Linked DNA regions of Mus musculus: region 1 is linked to region 2. A link is a contact called in public Hi-C data. All regions are on one chromosome and are shown on one strand. The core of a region is the stretch at or near the end of the contact, and the rest is flanking DNA. Distances in the headings are between cores, read along the strand shown. Region 1 holds the start of Pou2af1 (POU domain, class 2, associating factor 1). Region 2 holds the start of Zw10 (zw10 kinetochore protein).

The links. A called contact is a pair of places that touch in the nucleus more often than the background predicts.
Region 1: a contact with region 2 is called in a Hi-C map of B cells, with 5 read pairs. The contact joins the promoter of Pou2af1 here to the promoter of Zw10 in region 2. A contact is called at or near these places in 1 of 39 promoter capture datasets (pre-B cells) and 1 of 484 Hi-C or Micro-C datasets (B cells).

What each region holds. Positions count from the first base shown.
Region 1 is chr9:51,212,316-51,215,015 of GRCm38.p6, forward strand. It overlaps Pou2af1 (POU domain, class 2, associating factor 1), which reads left to right and starts at 1,375. Exons shown (of 5, transcript NM_011136.2): 1 at 1,375-1,486. The coding sequence starts at 1,471.
Region 2 is chr9:49,054,242-49,056,941 of GRCm38.p6, forward strand. It overlaps Zw10 (zw10 kinetochore protein), which reads left to right and starts at 1,340. Exons shown (of 16, transcript NM_012039.2): 1 at 1,340-1,546. The coding sequence starts at 1,442.

The sequences.
Region 1 (2,700 bases), core at 125-2,624, 2.2 Mb after region 2:
CCAATAAGTTAAAAAAAAAAAACGTCCGGGCGTGGTGGCACATGCCTTTAATCCCAGCACTCGGGAGGCAGAGACAGGTGGATTTCTGAGTTCGAGGCCAGCCTGGTCTACAGAGTGAGTTCCAGGACAGCCAGGGCTACACAGAGAAACCCTGTTTCGGAACCAAAAAAAAAAAAAAAAAAAAAAAAAGAGCTTGCAACTGGCTCACTGTGAAAGGCTTTAGTGTCTCAGCTCTGTGGCTAAAGGGTGGTACTGGAGTGTGAACCTCAGGCTTACCCATTCCAGTCAAGTGCTACCTTACTGAGCTGTAGTCCTTTAGGGCAAGGCTTTTAACACTGGAGAATGAAGGATCAGACCCAGAATGCATTAGATCACTCTGAGGCACCATGGAAGGCAAACCAGCAAGGACTCTGGACTACCCCGGGGGTATAACCATATGATCTTGACCTGAGAGTAACTGGGTCACTGGAATGGAGCCTATGAGTCTGTTTCAGACACACAGTGGCAGAATGTAGCCCCATACTGTATGTACTGCGGATGGGGAATCCATTACTCTTTCTTTGAGAGGCTTTCCATTAGCCGTGTTGGGGTCCTAGGATTATGATAAGCTGGTACTCCTAAATCCATTAAGTCACCTTTGGGAAATCAGCTTCAGTTAAGAAGCCTGAGTGTCTCTGTTTCTTCTTTGAGCGAGTCGGTTCCCCCTTTCTGTGTACATAACCAACCGTCTGAAACAGGGACCCCTATATTTAAACAATATTACATGCCGCCATTTTGCCAGGGACTGGGGCCAGGGGAGGAGCCGTTACATTTTAAAGTGGAATAAACAGAAAAGCAACACCGAGAACGAGGAGGCTGGTTAGTGAGGCTTGAAGAGAGGGCAGGTGTTTCCTCCCATGGTGAGAATAGTGACCCCTGGGAATCGCATTTCCCGTCGAGCTGGGACCAATGGTAAGGTCAGTCCTGTAAATGGCCTGATAGTGTGGAACTGTATGTGAGTGCCAGAGAAAGCTCGGTGTTGTCTGTATTATCCTTTGGACCCCTCATCGCTCAAGGAGCGCTGATCCTTGACCTCATGGTCCACCCTTTTGCGTTCATACAGACTCTCATGCTCCTCCTATGTGGCATAACACCGTGGCTGTGTGCAAATGGCCTTGGCCTCCTGTGCTGTATGGTGGTTAGTCCCAATTGGCTGGCCCTGTGTCTCAAGCACTCTCCAGCCAGTGGGGGCCTTGGGGGTGCACACAGTGGGTTGACAGGCGGTGTTGCTGAAGAAAAAAAAGTACAGCTCTGCCTGAGGTAGGAGGATGTGATGACGTGGCCCCTCTCAGCGGGAACTCGGGCCTTTAAAAAGCTGAAGAAACAGCCTCAGAGTAAACGGTGGTTCCACGGGAGGAAAGCACGCCCAGTCACATTAAAGAAGCCAAACTGTCTGCTTCAAAGAGAAAAGGCAACATCCTGTCACAAGCCATGCTCTGGCAAAAATGTAAGTGCTTTGCTTGTGGCTGTCAGAGCCAAGTAAGCAGAGGCAGGGTCCAGGAATAGAGAGCTACTGTTGGTGATGGGAGCACCCAGTCTCGTCAGGGCCTCGGGGGCATGGAGGGCTGAGGTGGGTGAGATGGAGCCTGTTGGAGATGATGCTCATTTTCCAACCTGGGGGAATGAACCAGTGTCCCAAGGTGGGGACAGCTCATTGCATCTCCGATTCTGTGCATGAATCACTGAGGTGACAGAAGGGCAGATTATGATTCATGAGACGGAAACCACATATGATATGGGTTAGGAGCCGTTCTTCACGTGAGGACCTTTCCTTTCATGGACCCCAGTTCTGCAGGTTGTTATTGAGTTTTGTTGGCCCACTTCTAGCTGAATTCTGCCAGAGTTGGTTCCCTCCTGTAGATGTGTAGGGATGGGGTGGAAACTCAGTCTTATGAAACCTCTCTCTCTCTCTCTCTCTCTCTCTCTCTCTCTCTCTCCTCTTTTCACTTTCTTCCTTATTCTGTGGCAATGGTTGGTTTTGTGTTCCACTGCAAAAAAAAAACTGTTTATCTTTGACCTTGATTTTTAATCCCTGGACTTGAATGGAACAAACCATGAACTGTATTTTCCATTCTGTGGATTGAAAAAAATCTTGTGTTATCGATAACGGAGGCTATATAGACATTCTTTACAACATTCCTTTCACGAGGCAAATAAAGTCAACTCAAGAGTCTTGCAAAAGGGGAACCTTATTAAGGCTCAGGACTGTACTTCCTCAAGCAAAGAGCTATAATTTCCCTATCTTTCTTTGTAAGATGTTTAATTCCATAAAACATCTTTTATTGGTTTAGGCATAGCATTCCTCAATCAAATTTATGTGATAATCCAGATTAGAAGAAAAAGAAATCGTGGTTTTACTTATAAAAAGTAATCTGACAATAGTGTTCCATTGATTAGAGTGTGACATAGTCCCCTTATCACCCACCTATTCCCAAATTCTTTGAAATTGACTCTTTTCATCTGTGACTCAGAGAAGCAATCCCAACGTGCCTCAGTTTACTAACCCCATTGTTGATATGGGCAAGACTTTTTTGTTTAAATAAAAATAAATGAACTTTGATTTGGACTTGAGATTTCTGACCACAGATTCTAGTTTGGGTAGCTTAGAACTCATCCAAAAAGGTGACCAGAGCAAAACCTTATCTTTCTGGAAGCGGAGTG
Region 2 (2,700 bases), core at 90-2,589:
TTGTATAATAAACATCTTGTTTATTGGTTTTATTGCCTGCTCCAGGAAGGATGCTGGAGACAGATAACATCTGTTCTAAATCCCTACTGATTGAATTACCTGTATCTGCACCCTTGTCTCTGTTAATTTTATACTTTATGGTATTGCTGCACTAATGGCATTCCATTTGGCTATGTAAAACACTTGCTTGCTCTGCTGGTCAAGTAACAAAAAGTGTATAAAGGGGACAAGGATGCTCTTACAGCACGCATCCCTCTCCTACAAAGAGTGTCACGTTGGTAATAATGCCCAGTGGCTGTCTTTCAGGTCAGCCTGTTTTGCAAAGTGAACGAGTGATCTCATCTTCGCGGAACACTCTTTTGACCTTCAACAATGAAATAGTTCTAAAAAGCTATGGCTAGCTGGACATAGTGGAATAAGTGTATAATTCCTGTATACAGGAGGCTGAGGCAGGAAGATAGCTATGAATTTGATGCCTTCCAGGGCTACAGAAACCACGTCTCAAAACAGAGCCAAAAAAATCACTGAAAACTTTAAAATTAAACAACGATAAAAAGCCTTTGGTGAAATTTATTTGTAATCTCTGATAGGAAGTGATAAGAATCTTGTTCTAGGGGATTGCCCGGTGGCTAGAAGCACTCGTTGCCCTTACTCAGGACCAGGACTCAATTCCCAGCATCCACATGGTGGCTCATGTCATCTGTAAGTCCAGTTTCAGGGACTGGACTTACTTGCCTGCTTCTGACTTCCATGGACACAGCCAAAACATTCATACGTATCTTAGAAAGAAGGTTTTATAAAAGAATGTCTGTAGCACTTACAGGACCGTTACACTAAGTATAAATTTGTACCATATCCATGTATCAATATACTTAATATGAGGCACTATTAACAAACACTATTAGAAAGGTGCAATTGTGGGGATCCTTTCACTTATGTCACTCTCTCGCACAATTCCAGAGGGCAAAATTCGGGTAGACTTAGCTGCTGAGCCCAATGAATGAATAACAAAAAAGATCGAGATGATTCTGTAAGTATCGAGCTAGATAATCTCACAGGAAAACCTGAGATTACTGAGTATAGGGAGGGCCATAAAGGATTATTACCTGAAACATTCCGCAGTTTCTAGCGAAACCAACCCAACCCTACCCAAAATACAAGAAGAAAAAAACCGGCGGGAACAGACTGGCGTTTGAAAACCTGTAGGGAGCAGATGACGCCTGCGCACTTTGGTGCCTTCTAGACGCCACTGAAACAGCGGACGCCTGACGGCGCGAGGCCTCCTGGGAACTGTAGTGTGACCCTCTCCTGTGCGCGAGCGCCGGACCCCGTAGAACTCAGTTTCCCGGCAGGCCCTGCGGTGAGGCCGCTGGCGGGACCGGAGCTGCGGCGCTGGCAGCGGGGTTGACCTATCCTGTTTGTGTGGGTACGCTTCGTGGCGATGGCCTCTTTCGTGACAGAAGTCTTGGCCCACTCGGGGAGCCTGGAGAAGGAGGATCTGGGCACCAGGATCAGCCGCCTGACCCGGCGGGTGGAGGAGATCAAGGTGAGGGCGGGCCACAGGCTGCTGCCGCTGGGGAGAGCCGGGTGCGGAGCCTCCTGAGTTGGAGGCTCAGAAGTGTTGGGGGGCTGTTTGGAGCACGGCCGCAGAGCGGTTGGAGACCAGGGCCTGGGATTGTGAGGAGGAAAGGCCGTGGCTGTTTAGTGGTGGGGAGTGGGGCCAAGTTGGGCAAAAGTGAGCCGCTGATGGAGAAGACTGAAGAAACCTGCGGAGCCGGAGGTGGGACTGGAAGCCCGGATGTCCACTTAGGACAGGACAGCCGCCCTATCTGTCATCTCTACCCACTCCTTCATTTATGGATGGATGTAATAATTCTAGGAAAGTCGCGTCGTTCTCCTCGGATTTTCTTTTAACTGGTTGAATATGTTTATAAAAGTATTACTTCACGCACGGAACTTGAGGCATGCTGAGGGCTGATGAGCTGGTACCGGCATGAATATGCAACTCACAGCCATAGTTTTACTTCGTATTAGTGCTACCTGGCAAGCCAGGTCTTCAGTGGCTTTCTTTGAAAATGACGTGTACCTCACTAAGTCTGGACTTGGTAGGCGCTACCTAACAACTTTCTTCTTCTTCTTTTTTTCTTTCTTTCTTTTCTTTTCTTTTTTTTTTCCTAGACAGGGTTTCTCCGTGTAATAGCCCTCGTTGTCCTGGATTCAAGCTTTGTAGAACTGGCTGGTGTCGAACTCACAGAAATTCGCCTGCCTCTGCCTCCCGAGTGCTGAAATGGAAGGTCTCCACCATCCCACCCGCTCCTAACAATTTTTGATGTTAGAGTTCTTAATTTTATGTATTCATGCCACTGGCATTTCTGTAGTGTGGCTTACGGTTTTTTGTTTTTTAATGATCTAGGATGAGGACATTGCACTAGTATTTGTTTCATACATAAGTTTGAATCTTCAGTCAACTGAGAACTACTTTCTGTGCCTCAAGCAGGCATAGTCCTTGCACCTCCAGCTTTTTACCACTTTAAATGTATTTCTACACACACACACACACACACACATACACACACACACACCTCTTCCATCTCAGTTGTAGCCTCCTGCATAAAACAAATGCCTGACTTTTCTCCTGAGTCTTCTCTTTTGTACTGGGATGCTTTGTAACTGCTGAAGTATTACACTTCAGCCCCGTTT